2 separate regions of the Danio rerio genome follow, and region 2 is linked to region 1. A link is a contact called in public Hi-C data. All regions are on one chromosome and are shown on one strand. Each heading gives the region's core, a stretch centred on a gene start, on an enhancer-like site or on the middle of the called end of the contact. The rest is flanking DNA. Distances are from core to core; before and after follow the strand shown. Region 1 holds the start of grxcr1a (glutaredoxin and cysteine rich domain containing 1 a). Region 2 holds the start of bend4 (BEN domain containing 4).

Region 1 (3,645 bases), core at 371-2,870:
ATAGCTTTTAATTTTTAGTCATCAGTATTATCAAGGGGGATGTGTCGAGATCTACCTGAACTCAAGGCTCCCCTCTCGCCCTGCAAACGGGAGGGAGCCCAGGGCTCAAGGACCTTTTGAGCTCAGGGCTCTTTCCCGGGACAGCATGCCAAACTTGCTTATAATCAATCATCAACTAAGTGTGAACTCTTGAAATTAAGTTTACAGTTTTTTCACAATTCACAAAACCACTCACCCAAACTGCAAAACACCTCATAGAGACAGTGAGAGTGTGTGTGCTCATGCGTTCACCAGTAGAAAGCAACAGGTAAGACCAGAAGTGCAAGGGTGTCCGAACTCGGTCCAGGAGAGCCAGTGTCCCTAAGAGTTTAGCTCCAACCCCAATCAAACACGCCTGAACCAGCGAATTAAGTTCTTACTAGATATACTAAAAATGTCCTGGCAGGTGTGTTAAAGCTAGTTGAAGATAAACTCTCCAGGACACCGGCCCCCGCGGACCGAGTTTGGACACCCCTGAAGTAGTGAATAAAGAACAAGTGTGTTTACCTCTATTGACCGAACTGTCTCTTTAAGAGCAGACGCGCACACCCTTGAGCTCTGATCACTGACAATCACACACTCTGACGTGACAGCATTTAGAGAAAGATCAGCCTGCTGGAGAGAAAACACACACACACACACACACACACACACACACACACACACACACACACACACACACACACATGCAGTGGTGTGATCTGAATTACAGATGAGGCACAGAAGTGCTTCAGCATTGATGACTGATGAGGGCACTGATCACAGACCTGCATCAGCACAGTCTTGAGGAAATGAATAAACAAATCTCTGAATAGGAGACGCCTGTACGGCCAGAACAGATGATTGATTGAACTCTAAAGTGAAATGCAGCCCAATATTAATCAGGCACCAGCAAATCAGTGGATGAACACACGGCAGTGACTGATTTAGCAGCAGGCTCTGAATTATGCTGAGACTTTGCACTTAATTTGAGATGCAGAAATGCAGAAAGCGTCAGATGTAATGCTCTGTTTAGTTCTAATTACTCCTTGATTTGCTTGAAAAATGACAGACCACAAAAAGGCCTTAAAGAGTACCAATTATGCAAAATTCACTTTTATAAGGGGTCTAACCACAGTTGTGTGGCAACAGGCTGTAAATGTAACCAGCTTCTAATGATAAAAATGTATTAATTCTATGTATTTTAATCACAATTGATAGTTTCTGGATGCAGATGCAGGCTGAGATTGCATCGCTCAGAGATGCAATATCAGACACAATGCACTCAATGGAGCTAGTGACATCACTGTGAGGGGTAGGGTTAGGTTAGGTGAGCACATTAAAAAAGCATTGCATGCATCTCAGTTTGCATCTGCACCGAGTCTGCGTTTTTCACTTTGTACGTGTCATCATAGGAAGAAAGCCCCGCCCATTAGTAACGAGCTCTTTGTCATTGATTTTGAATCTGGCGATATCCGATTGTTAAGTCGTGACGTGTCGGTGATGTATGGATTGCCAATGCAATCTCATGGCAATTCGTGACTTTTTGATTTAGTGGATAACTAGTATGATCTAATTCGTACAATTTAGTACGATTTGCTCATCACCCAATGAAGGTTGGGGTTAGGGGTGGGGTTGTATGCCACACCTCCTTTTTAAAATCCTACATTTTTGTACGACTTAACTCGTACGAATTTGTAAGAATTAGCGACTAAAATTTAAAATACTTACGTTTCCTTGTGAGATCAGGCTAGGATTACTGTTTGCGGGTCTAAGCAGCCACTCATTTGAATTGAGAAAATATTAGTTAATGACCACTGTTTAGTCCTATCACACATTAATTAACAAGTAAATTTTATATAAAATCATGGTGTACAGATCAGTCTCTGGATATGCCAAACATTTGAAATATTTGATTAGACACAAATGTGTATAGTGAGTAGCTCCGTCAAATAGATGATTTCAAAGCTAACTGACATGTCTGAAAAATATACAGAGGGGGTACTTGGACTAGTACACACTGAATACCGACCGAGAAAGGGACAGTCTATAAACACCTAGATTCATGTATAGATATTTAGCACATTTCTCTTAGCTGTGACATAAGATGTGTTCAAGTGACAAGCGGTTCAACACAAACGAGTCCTATTTATGGACCCTGTTTAGGGCCCTATAAAATATCTTGTATTTTTTCCAACAATACAAAATGACCTAAGTACAGCAAACAGACATTAAAGAGCAAAAATACTGCACACTCAGTTCATAATCAGTCTTTTTAGTGCATAATTAGTTAATTTGATGCAGCAAATTGACATTTTTTGCATGCTCCTGATGCTGTAAGTACATTGCCAAATAATTTTGAGTACAGTCTTGCTGGCTTACAATGGCCTTGTTGCACTAGAAATTTATGTTTTGTCATCATTTACTCACTATTCACTTATTCCAAAAGTTTTTTTCTGTTCAACAGAAAAGGAGATATTTTGATAAATGTTGGAAAACAGTAGCCACTGACTGCCACAAGTTTGCTTTTTGGTGTCAATAGGCACCAGTTTCCAGTTTGCGCTCAACAGAAGAGATTTGAAACCACTTTAGGGTGAGTACATTTTAAGTTTTGGGTGAACAATCTGTCTCCTGTTTTCAGAATAAAAGTCCCACATACATAGTACTGTAAGTTACATATACAATTAAAAATAACTAAAGGAGAAAACTAACATCTCACTAACAATGTGGCTTATCAAACACATCTTGATGTATGCAAATTAATAATCCCAGAGTAACATATCAGTTTGTGTATTGGCTAGAGATCTCCTCCTGATGTCTGGATGACATTAAAACATGACCCAAAGTCATGGAAATGCTGAAGGCATGCCCTGTGTCACGCAACAGTCTGCTTTGGGTTCTGATTGGCACTTTGTCCATCTGGGATTTACATGGAGTTTACATGAGAACAATGAAACAATGGTGTCTGAGGCTCACTGTATGCCCATTTCTATATACTGATCTCGTATTAATTGACTATGCCTAGGTATACCCAGATTTTCTTTATAGGATACCTTTAAGTTCACACATACAGTTGATGTCAGAATTATTAGCCCCCTGCTATTTTTTCCCCAATTTCTGTTTAATGGAGAGAACACTTTTCTAAACATAATAGTTTTAATAACTCATTTCTAATAACTGATTTATTTTATCTTTGCCATGATGACAGTAAATAATACTTTACTAGATATTTTTCAAGACACTTCTATACAGCCTAAAGTGACATTTAAAGGCTTAACTAGGTTAATTAGGTTAACTAGGCAGGTTAGAGCAATTAGGCAAGTTATTGTATAACGATGGTTTGTTCTGTAGAATATCGGAAAACAAAATGCTTAAAGACGCTAATAATTAATTATTTTGGTTTGTAAAAAATAAAAACTGCTTTTGTTTTAGCCGAAATAAAACAAGTAAGACTTTCTCCACAAGAAAAAATATTATCAGACATATTGTGAAAAAATCCTTGCTCTGTTAAACATCATTTGGGAAATTAAAAAATAAATAAAAGAAAATTCAAAGGAGGCGCTAATAATTCTGACTTCAACTGTATGTTGGATTTTCTATTGACATTCAGAAGGGTGCTTGACAGCG
Region 2 (3,645 bases), core at 624-3,123, 380 kb before region 1:
TTTACAGCCATTCCTAAGAACTACTTAAGGTCACACTTTATTATGATGGTCTGTTTGTTGAATTTAGTTAATAAAGTGTTACCCACAGTGCAATGAACTGACAACTTATCGAGCATATGTTTTATGCAGCGAATGCCCTTCCAGCTGCAACCCAAGTGATATGTTAATGCACAACCACATTTTATACCAGAACATTTTAACATTTTTTACACTATAAAGATCCTTTTGTGGAATGAAGTAGTTGGATGTTATGAAACCAGCAATGTCATTAAAGAAAGGTTAATGTTAAAATAATAAAACAAGTTTTTTGTAAGAAAATTTTGAGCAACCTAAAATGGTGGCATTAATGTAACCTTTACCTATATTTTTAATACTTTAATAGAAACCATCTACATTAGACTTAAAAAAATAAGGTTTTCTATTTACAAATGGTTCCACAAAGCTTTAATATCCAAACTTTAGATTATTAAAATGTTCATGCATAAACCACTTTGGAAGCTTTATTTTTAAGAGAGTCAATCTACAGTATTTCCTGAATTGCTGTGTTTACATATATAGAACATTGTTCATTTGAGGGATTTCACAATTGTGTTTGAGGTATAAATGTTAAGTTGATCAAAATTTAAAAATAGATTTTTTTTTTTTTTTAATTTTGGGCAACCAAAAATAGTGACATTAATAACCAATATATTTAAACTTGTATGACTTTAATAAAAAGCATCTATATTAAACTTTTTAAAACAACGACTTTTTATTTTAAAATGGTTTCACAAACTTTTAACATCCAAAAAAAAAAAAAAAAAAAACTACATTCAGTAAACTTTAGATTATTAAAATGTTATTTGCACTATAGAAAAAGGTTGTTAAACATTTAGGTGCTCAACAAAAATGATTCCGCTTCATCACACAAACCTTTTCGGAAGCTTTACTTTTAAAAGAGTACAAATTACTGATATTCTACGCATGGCTTTCTGTGTTTACATGGATCATTGTTCATTCCAGGGATTTCCTACGCACTTGGGCTTGTGATATAAATGTTAAACAAACAAGTATCCTATGTTGGTAAATAGAAAACTCGCATGGCATCACAAAAGACCGTAACGCATTCACAATATCATACTGCCTACTGAAATTAAGCAACTGCTACTGTTTTTAGTCATTATTTTCTTGAGGGAAATTAAGCATGCTTGAATTAGTCGCATCATTTGGGCGTGGGTTCCAAAATATGGATGTATGCTGCGATATGCAGGAGAATTCAGTTCCTCTTTTCGGTATAGTTAGCCTACTCTCTGCTTTCAGCATAGTGGATAAAAAAGTTTTGTTAGGCAAACTTGTCCACTTACCTGAGCTTATTCCGTAGGTGCAGTCTGGAGTCTGGTGGCTGATCTCGGCGCGGAGTCTACCGGACTCTTGGCCCGCGACCGCGACCCTCCGCGGGCTGCCAAATGAAGCCGACGCCGCCGCGCCGCTCCCCGCTGAGGAAGCTCTGCTGCTGGGCCTGATTTCGCAGGGGAGCCGGTGCTGATGGGTGCTGCTGCTGATGGGCAGCGGGGATTGGGGAAGCGGCACGCGCTGAGAAAACTGCTGCTGATGCTGATGACTGAGATGATGATGATGGTCTCCGAGCTGCGGGATGTCCACCATTGTGGGTCTGTCATCATATCTCGCTTTACCTACTGTGCGCTTGCTCGGGAAGGTTTTAAGGGAGCTGTACGGACTCCGCTGCTGCCTGCTGATTTTGGCCGCAGAGAGACCTTCGTCAGCCGGTAGCATCTCCTCCTCCATCTCCCGCGGAGTTAAGAGTCGTTCCGTCCCGGTGTGGTTTGCTCAGTGTCTCGCCGCCTGCCTGCCTCTCTGTGTCTCAAACACTTCTAACTGTGTCTGAGACACTCAGAGGGTGGGTGACTTTACTGACAAGTCATTGCTCCAATCCCCTGGCGGTAACCGCACGCGCTGGCTTTAATTCTACCAACAGGGGAATACCGGCGGAGGGGGCACCGGCGGCTGATGCTCTATCAGTGGGAGTGTCGGTCGGATGATGAGACAGAGGTCCATGAGGATATGAAGAGGTGTGCGTGAGATCCCTCCATGTTTTTTTCTGGCAAATAGAGGTGCTATGGGCATGCTTGTTTGTTTTTGTTGCTGTTGTTTTATGCTGAACTGAACAAAACTTAGCCTAGAGGCAGTTAAAGATACAAATACCAATGCAAATAACAAACTTAAATAAATAGATAAATAACTAAATAAATAAATAAATAAATAAACACATAAAATAAAATAAATTATAGACTGTATTAAATTCCGCATTCACATGCAGGTAATTGTAGTAAAAAGTTTTTTTTTTTTTTGTAAATACATTAAATGCGACACTGAACAACAAAATAGCTGGTGTTTTTGTAAGAAATTGAGATTTAAAATAAATGTAAAAAAAAATAGATTTAAAATCTGACTAAAGCTTTCTATTAAAATATAGCCCACCTAGGATGTTATGTCTTGCAGATATTTGAACATAAAGCATAAAAATTCAGAGAAAACTGTCTTTAACACTGTCTAATAAACATTACTAATCAATTTTTAAAAATATTTAAAATATTGAATGTAATGTATGATCTTCGTGATTTTTGGTGTAAAAAAATGAATGGTTTTGACCCATACATTGTGTTTTGACTATTGCTACACCATGCAATTAAACGTTTTGTGGTCCAATTTAGTCAAATATATCTTTGTATTGCCTAGTTTCATTCATTCATTCGCTTTTTGGCTTAGTCCCTTTATTAATCAGTGGCCGCCACAGCGTAATAAACCACCAACTTATCAAGCATATGTTTTACTCAGCAGATGCCCTTCCAGCTGCGACCCAGGACTGGGAAACAACCATACACACTCACATTCATAGTCGTACACTCCACCACACCAACACGGCGAAAACATGCTGACCTTCTTGCTGACAGGTGACAGTGCTACCCATTGAGCCATCGTGTCGCCTATTGTAATTTAATAAATGAATAAATAGATGATTTTAAAATAGTGGCGACACGGTGAGTAGCACGATAGCCTCACAAGGTTGTTGGTTGGAGCCTCGGATGGATCTGTTGGCATTTCTGTGTGGAGTTTGCTTGTTCTCCCCAAGTTGGCGTGGGTTTCCTCCAGGTGCTCTGGTTTCCCCCACAATCCAAACACATGCGCTATAGGTGAATTAAGCTAAATTGGCTGTAGTGTATGTGTATGGGTGTTTCTCAGTGATGGGTTGCAGCTGGAAGGGCATCCGCTGCATAAAACATATGCTCGATAAGTTGGCAGTTCATTCCGCTGTGGGGACCCCAGATAAAAAAAAAGAGACTAAACCGAAAAGAAAATGAATGAATGAATAATAAAAAAAAGGCACGTTAGTGTCTCCTCAATGTTTGATACAATAGTTTAGTTAGGCCTATTACTGTATATTCCTATTCTGTGACAACTTATTTTACATAAAGTGATTTCTTTTGAAATTGTGTGTACATTTTGGGAATTTTTATTGAACAAAAAACTTCTTATAATTTTTGCTACTGTATTTCGAATGCTAAAACTATTAAAAGGGGAACTATTATGCAAAAATCAATTTTATAAGGGGTTTAAACACAGTTGTGTGGCAGCATTGTGTGAAAT

What was found. Hi-C and Micro-C count contacts between places; a contact is called where the count stands out from the background.
Region 2: a Hi-C map of embryo shows a contact between it and region 1, with 2.2 times the contacts expected there. The contact joins the promoter of bend4 here to the promoter of grxcr1a in region 1. A contact is called at or near these places in 4 of 18 Hi-C or Micro-C datasets (all in embryo) and 1 of 4 datasets of contacts at active chromatin or transcription factors (embryo).

Annotation. Positions count from the first base shown.
Region 1 is chr14:49,454,353-49,457,997 of GRCz12tu, reverse strand. It overlaps grxcr1a (glutaredoxin and cysteine rich domain containing 1 a), which reads left to right and starts at 1,620. Exons shown (of 5, transcript XM_073922207.1): 1 at 1,620-2,611.
Region 2 is chr14:49,832,235-49,835,879 of GRCz12tu, reverse strand. It overlaps bend4 (BEN domain containing 4), which reads right to left and starts at 1,873. Exons shown (of 5, transcript XM_690223.11): 1 at 1,344-1,873. The coding sequence starts at 1,785.